2 separate regions of the Anser cygnoides genome follow, and region 2 is linked to region 1. The links are chromatin contacts, called in public Hi-C maps. All regions are on one chromosome and are shown on one strand. The core of a region is the stretch at or near the end of the contact, and the rest is flanking DNA. Distances in the headings are between cores, read along the strand shown.

Region 1 (3,433 bases), core at 700-3,199:
GTTTCAGTCATTGGGTTCTCCGAGCATTCATAAAAAAGCAGCAGGGAGTCCAGCTTGATTTGAAAGGAGTCGACGCTGAATTCGAACTGCCGCCTCAGAGAGTCCACAAATTTCAGCTCCACGTTCTTGCCGCTGTTGTTGGACAAGGAGATGAGACTCCACCGGTCAGAATCATTGCATACCTTTACCATTTTCTGCACGTAGGCTTCCTACAAGGGGAAAGACAAAATGAGCAAATGAAGACACGGTGGGGAGAGATCTCCCCCCCCCGCAGCAGCCGCTTGCCTTCTCCCCCACCTCCACCCCGTCCTAGCGAAAAGGCTGTAAGGAGCCTGCAGGCACGGATCGGAGGAGAAACGCTCAGTGTAAGAGCCCAGAGCACTGTCATTGCACAGGGATGGCAGGGGAGGACGTTCCTGGGACTGTCGTGCAAGGGAAGTACTTGGCAGGGCTGCTTCTAAATACATCTACATGCAAAACTGATGGCGCGCATGCCAAATATCCGTGCACCCCCACACAGAAAGTCACCGCTACAATTAAGATAAGAAACCCTTTTTATCGGTTTCCACTTCCCCTCCCCCCAAAAAAAGAAAACTCAGCAAGTGTTCAACGCTCCCCGACCCTGCTCTTGCGGCGCCGCTTCCGCAAATCTGCCCCATATGCCAAGAAATCCCTCTAAAAACCTTAAAGGCATTTGGCACGCCGCCTAATTAACCCGAGCGAGCCGTCTGCGCGGCAAGGGAATGTGGCTCAGCACCGGGGCATTTAAACACCCCCAGAAGAGCGCGGCACCAGCACTTGCTTCCTTCTCGCAGCCACAAAAGCCCCCCTAAGCCCCCCGGGGACCGGGTCTGGCACCACAGGCTGCTGTAGGGCTGAGCCAGGAGACTGGCAGCGCCTTGGCTGCAGCAGGTACACCACCGGTGCTGGCAAATGCAGTGACACGGAGGGAAGGAAGCTGATCAGTGCCGGGGAGCACCAAGCCCAGCTGCTTTACCGCAAACCCCTCTTCACGTGCAAGGATGGGGGGGGGAAAAGTCCCCCGTGCGTCCCCGTGGGTCCCAGGGAGCGGGGCAGGAGGGGACACTGCCCCTCTCCTCGCAGGGTTACCTTGAGGGTGAGCGGCGTGATCTTCTCCTTGTTCACCCCCTCGGGCAAGAAATCCAAGAGGCAGTCCAAGACCACGTCCTTGACAGTCTGAAACTCGGCTTCCCCTTTGAGGTCGGCGCAGAAGATGAGGTCCAAGTCCTTGTAGCCCAGGCCGCTGTCCTGGTGGAGGACGTGGCTGGCGGCCGAGCCGTTGAGCCGCACGTCCCTCAGCCCGATGCCCTTCTCCTCCAGCCGGCTCCGCACCACCTTGACGATCTGCCGGGGCTGCATGGCCAGCGTGGGGAAGTTGCCGCGGCCGTGGATGGGGATGGTCTCGCTGAGGATGCGGTCCAGGCGCTGCACTTGCTCCCAGCTCAGCACGTTGCACTGCGCGCTCTCGCAGCCGCCCGCGTACCTCCCGGCGGGGCAGCCGCCGGCCTGCCCGTCCTCTGCCATGCTGGGCTGGATGGCACCGCTCCGGCTCCTCACCGCCCCCCCGGCGCCCCTCGTCCTCCGCGCCTGGCGAAAAGAGCAAAAAGCGAGCGGTCAGCGGCGGCGGCGGCGGCGGCGCTCCCCCGGCCCCCGCTGCGCACACCTTAAATTAACCAAAATGTAACAAAAAAAAATACAAAAATAAAAACCCGCCGAGGGGGGTAGGGGGGGAAAGCCCCCCGCGAGCACGGCGGAGGAAGGCGCCCGGACCTGCAGAGCCGCCGCTCTCCTCGCCCCCCGCCGGGGCTGAGGCCGCCCCGCGCCGTCGGAGAGGCCGCCCCGCGCCGCCCGCCGCCCCGCTCGCCCCCGCCGCGGGCCGCCGCCGTCTCCGGAGCTTTCGTAGTTGTGCCCGGGGAAGGTCCCCAGTAGTTTTTATACGGGCTTTCTCCGCTCTTCCGGGGCTCCGAGTCACGGCGCCCGCGGCCCGCCCCCTCCATCTGCATGGCCGGCCTCGCCGGTGCCCCCGGCACGCCCACGGAGCGCGCACCCACGGGCCGCCCCGCCGCCACGGCGCGGCTCGGCACGGCTCGGCAAGGCGCTGCGCAGCCGCCCCGCCCCGCTGGAAATCCCGCGCAGCGCCGCGCAGCCGCCCGCCCCTCGCCCTGCTTTGGGGGGGGGGGGGGGGGGGGGGGGCAACAAGTGGAGTCCCCTCGCGCTGCCCCGTATTTTCGTCCCCAATTTTTAACACCCCCCCCCCCCTTTAGGGACGTTCCCGGGAGGCCCAAACTTCGCAGCAGAGCGGCGGGATTTGGCAGGGCCCCGCTGCGAGCGGTTGCCGAGGATCCCAGACCTGGGGGGGGTCTCGGCTGCGCCATCCCCGACGGGATTTTCAAAGCCGGCGGCGGCGGCGCAGGGGCGTCGCGCAGTGCCTGCGCATCCCGGGAAGAATATTATATATATATGTGAATATATATATACATACATATAATAAGCAGCCTGCCCGTATATTACAACTTTGGTGATTTCGGAGGGAAAAATAAATAAAAATACCAGGATAATGCACACACACGTCTAATTTTCAAATTTTTTTCATCTTGATTTTTAATTTTCAACGTTTTTTCACCTTCAATTCCTCTTATTTTTAATGTAATCACTCCGCATTTGCGCCTTTTTCACCTGCTCCAGCGCTAAATTTGTTTGCGCCGGTCCCGTCGCGCTGCGCGCCCCCGCGCACCCCCCTGCGCGCCCCCGAGGTGGGGGGGGGGGGTGCGCGCAGCGCGCGGCTTGCGCGGGGAGGGAGGGGGGATGGGGGGGGGTCGTTGCGTCACCGCTCGGAGCTTTGTGACGCGCGGAGCGCGGGGCCAATGGGGGCGCGCGGCGGCGTGACGCGCGGCCGGCCCGAGCGGGCGCTGCGCCAAATGGCGGCGGGGGGGAGCAGTGGCGGTCGACGCACGGAGCCCCCTCCCCACATGTCGCCCCCCCCCACACACACACCCGCCATTACGCAGCGGGCTGGGGTTGGGGTCCGTGCCTGCATGGCACGGGGAAAGGCTCAGGAACGCCCCCCCCCCGCCTAATGAAAGCCCCGAGGGTGCCGCTCGGTGCCCCCCCCGCCCAGCCGGGGCGCCCCCCGGTACGAGCGGGGAAGCCCCCGCCGCCCTCCCCCGCTCGTCGCCGGCCGCAGCCGTGTGGCAACGGTGCCCCCTGCCGGGCAGCCGGCCCTCCCCGTGGGGGGAGACACGGTTTGGTCGAGCTTGAGGGGGTGTTTTGGGGGGTAGGGGGTGTTAAGGTGTGTGCGGTGGGGGCAGCGCGACACCGGGGGGGGGAAGCAAAGGTTGCGAGGTGCAACCCAGAAGGTCCCGCTGACCCTGCTGGAGACACTGCTGGTGTCGGATGGAATAAAGCACTGAGG
Region 2 (3,433 bases), core at 510-3,009, 770 kb before region 1:
TTTGAATAATAAACTGGGCTATTCATAATTTCCTATTCTATTATCAGCCATACAAATAAATGGTTATATAACATTTGACAGCTATTACGCTTTTCATGTATTAAACTTTTTCAGGTATTTAACTTTTGCCTCCCCATGGAGTGAGAAGCAATTGCAACATCTGACATTTACTCCGCTTTTATTGGATTTTTTTTCTATTGTCTTTTAAAATTCTCATTAAGCTTTCATCAGTATTATGCCTCCGTGGGATATACTGGGATATGTTAGAACTTGTTTGACCCCATGATCTCAAGGGCTTTGTCAACTGTCTCCAAGGATAAAGGGCATGTTAAAGAGCAAACCACTGGGCTCCTCAATTAGGAGTAAGATTTAGCCTTTCATCTTGCATAAACCCCAGCTATTAAGAAATTCAGGATAAACAGAAATATTTTTTTCACACAGCGCCTAGTGCAACAAAGGTCTTCACAAATGGTCCAGAGTTGGCAATGGGTTGGAAGTGAGCTGGAAAAAGCCACTATCTAAAGCCAAGTGAAACATGTTATAGCAGGTGGTAAACCTCACCGTGAGTGGGAATGAGGGGTGGTCGCTTTGGTAAGGAAAAATCAGGAAGAATGCTTTACAAAACCTGGCAAGAAAAATGTATGTGTAGGAAAGACCAAAGATAAATTAACTTCAATTGCTAAATAAATTGTCTTGAGTACTGTGTTCAGCTTTGGGCCTACAAGGACATTGAGGCCCTGGAGTGTGTCCAGAGCAGGGCTACGAAGCTGGTGAAGGGCCTGGAGCACAAGTCCTGTGAGGAGCGGCTGAGGGAACTTGGGTTGTTTGGTCTGGAGAAGAGGAGGCTCAGGGGAGACCTTATTGCTCTCTACAACTGCCTGAAAGGAAGGTGTGGGGAGCTGGGGGTCGGCCTCTTCTCACAGATAACTAGTGATAGGACTAGAGGGAATGGCCTCAAGTTGTGCCAGGGGAGGTTCAAGTTGGAAACGAGGAGACATTTCTTCTCAGAAAGAGCAGTCAGGCATTGGGACGGGTTGCCCAGGGAGGTGGTGGAGTCACCGTCCCTGGGGGTGTTCAATGAAAGGTTGGACGTGGTGCTTAGGGACATGGTTCAGTGGGTGACATTGGTGGTAGGGGGATGGTTGGACCAGCTAATCTTGGAGGTCTTTTCCAACCGTAATGATTCTGTGTTTCTATATGTATATTAATTATATATGTATGTTTAGCACTTGAAATTTATATATATGTATATATGTATATATTGGAATGTGTGTATATATAACGAAGGTTATGACCCAAGGGACTCTGGAAAAGGCAGCTCTGGGACACGATGAAGAATTAACCCCAATTAGTACGGGCAGAGGGAGTGGCGGGGCATGCAGCTGCCCCACGGCCAGCGGCTGGACGCTTAACTCTCCCCGTTTGTTCCCCTTCTCCTCATGGGCTACCCCCCGGGGTCTGCCCGGATCCCTTTCCGCCACCCGTGAGGGACTCCCCGGCGGTGAGACAGCGAGCCGGGTCAGCCCCACAACGGTCACCACAACCGCCCCGCCCAACGGCCGCGCCCGACCGTTACCGCCCCCAGCCCCGCCCCTCCCGCACGGCCCCGCCCCCTCCCGGCTGGCCTCCTGCGCAGGCGCAGAAGCCCGTCACTCCCCCCTCCCCACCCACCGCAGAGCGGGCTCTGATTGGCCCTCCCCTCGCCGCTTCTGGCCAATCGGGACGCCCGCCGGGGACCCCGCCTCTTTAGAACGCGCGGCGCCGGCGGCGGCCCCCGGCAGCGGCGGCGATGGCGGCGGCGGGGCTGGCGCGGGCGCTGCGCGGGGCCGGGGCGGCGGCGGCGGGGCCGCGGGTTCGAGGCCGGCCCTGGAGCCTCCCGCTGCCGGCCGCGCCCCGCCGGCCCGCCGCGCACTTCGCCTTCCAGCCGGACCCGGCGCCCAGCGCCTACGGTGAGAGCGGGGCCGGGCCCGGGTCCTCCCCGCGGGCAGGGCTCCGCAGCACGGCCCGCCCCGCCGCCGCGGCTGGAGGGGGAGCGGCTGGGGCGCGGGGCTGGGTCGGCCCCGGGAGGAGGAGGCTGAGGGGAGGCCTCATGGCGGCCTGCAGCTCCCTCACGAGGGGAGCGGAGGGGCAGGCGCTGAGCTCTGCTCTCTGGGGACAGCGACAGGACCCGAGGGAACGGCATGGAGCTGGGACAGGGGAGGGTCAGGCTGGGGGTTAGGGAAAGGTTCTGCACCCAGAGGGTGGTCGGGCACTGGGACAGGCTCCCCAGGGCAGTGGGCACGGCACCGAGCCTGCCGGAGTTCAAGAAGCGCTTGCACAACGCCCTCAGTCGCGTGGTCTGATTTTTGGGTGGTCCTGTGTGGAGGCAGGGGTTGGACCCGCTGATCCTTGTGGGTCCCTTCCAGCTCGGGATATTCTGTGGTACCTCGGTGTCGCCACTCAGCGATTAATTCCAAGAGAGCTCTCAGCCGTTCCTCGTTAGGCACAGGCGTGCCAGATGTCACAGCAGTGCCTGTGCGCTGCCAGCTTCTGCCGAGGTCCCGGTGGAGAAGCCCTTGTGGGCAGGCCTGGTGCTAGTGCCGTTTGCGGAGAGCAAAACTGTGCCTGGAAACATGCTTTGAAATCCTGTGAAAAACACTGAAAGGGAAATAAAGAAATGCCAATACTTGTCTGGACATTAATGCTTCTCCAGCTCCACCGTTCACACCTGCAGGGGGCGATTACTGTCTCCGTCCCCACAAGGGCTGAAACAAAAGTCTTTATTGTAAACAAGAACAGCAGGTCACAGCAGTCAGTGCCAGCAGGTTCTGACAGTGGTTGGAGTAATAGGCGTTTACTTGCATCAAATGCTGGAATGATTGTACCTTGGTAAAAGGACAACCTCAGCGCTTGTGTGGATGATGGGGAAAAGAGAGGAACAATTGCTGTTCACAGCTCTCCCTCTGCTGAATTTGTAAATGATGATCACTTGTAGCTACCTCATGATTTGAATGGTTCCCATAATAATTTTTACAGTTTCCTCCTGTTAAAGGGCCATGTGTAACAAGTGAAGCTATCAAACATGGGAAAGCAGCTCCCCAGCTCTGCTGTGCCATGACCCAGCTCTTAAACAAACAAAAAACCTGAATGTTACTTAACAATTTAAGAGCAGGGGAAACTGAGTGATGACCGAGAGATACTGTACCTACTGGAAACAGACTGTAGTTCGTTCTTCTTTGTGATTTCCTACTCCTGGTTTTACATTTCTTCGGGGTTTTTACTTTTTCCTCACCTTAGCACCACCACCACCTTTTTTTTTTTCTGTTTGGCATGCTGTGTGTGCTGGTAGGCAATCCTCTCCTGGGCTGTGGCTCGTAATCGTGAGCTAGACAGAGGTTTTGTGAGTGAAAGAGCTACCAAACATCAGCAAGGGATTTCCTTCTTCACTCAGTTT

Evidence for each region. Hi-C and Micro-C count contacts between places; a contact is called where the count stands out from the background.
Region 2: a Hi-C map of liver shows a contact between it and region 1, with 1.8 times the contacts expected there. The contact joins the promoter of BCKDHB here to the promoter of TENT5A in region 1. A contact is called at or near these places in 2 of 7 Hi-C or Micro-C datasets (granulosa cells and liver).

Annotation. Positions count from the first base shown.
Region 1 is chr3:86,109,562-86,112,994 of Taihu_goose_T2T_genome, reverse strand. TENT5A (terminal nucleotidyltransferase 5A) reads right to left here and starts at 1,949. Exons shown (of 3, transcript XM_048079864.2): 1 at 1,792-1,949; 2 at 1,111-1,608; 3 at 1-209. The coding sequence starts at 1,545.
Region 2 is chr3:86,876,009-86,879,441 of Taihu_goose_T2T_genome, reverse strand. BCKDHB (branched chain keto acid dehydrogenase E1 subunit beta) reads left to right here and starts at 1,759. Exons shown (of 11, transcript XM_066994621.1): 1 at 1,759-1,949. The coding sequence starts at 1,790.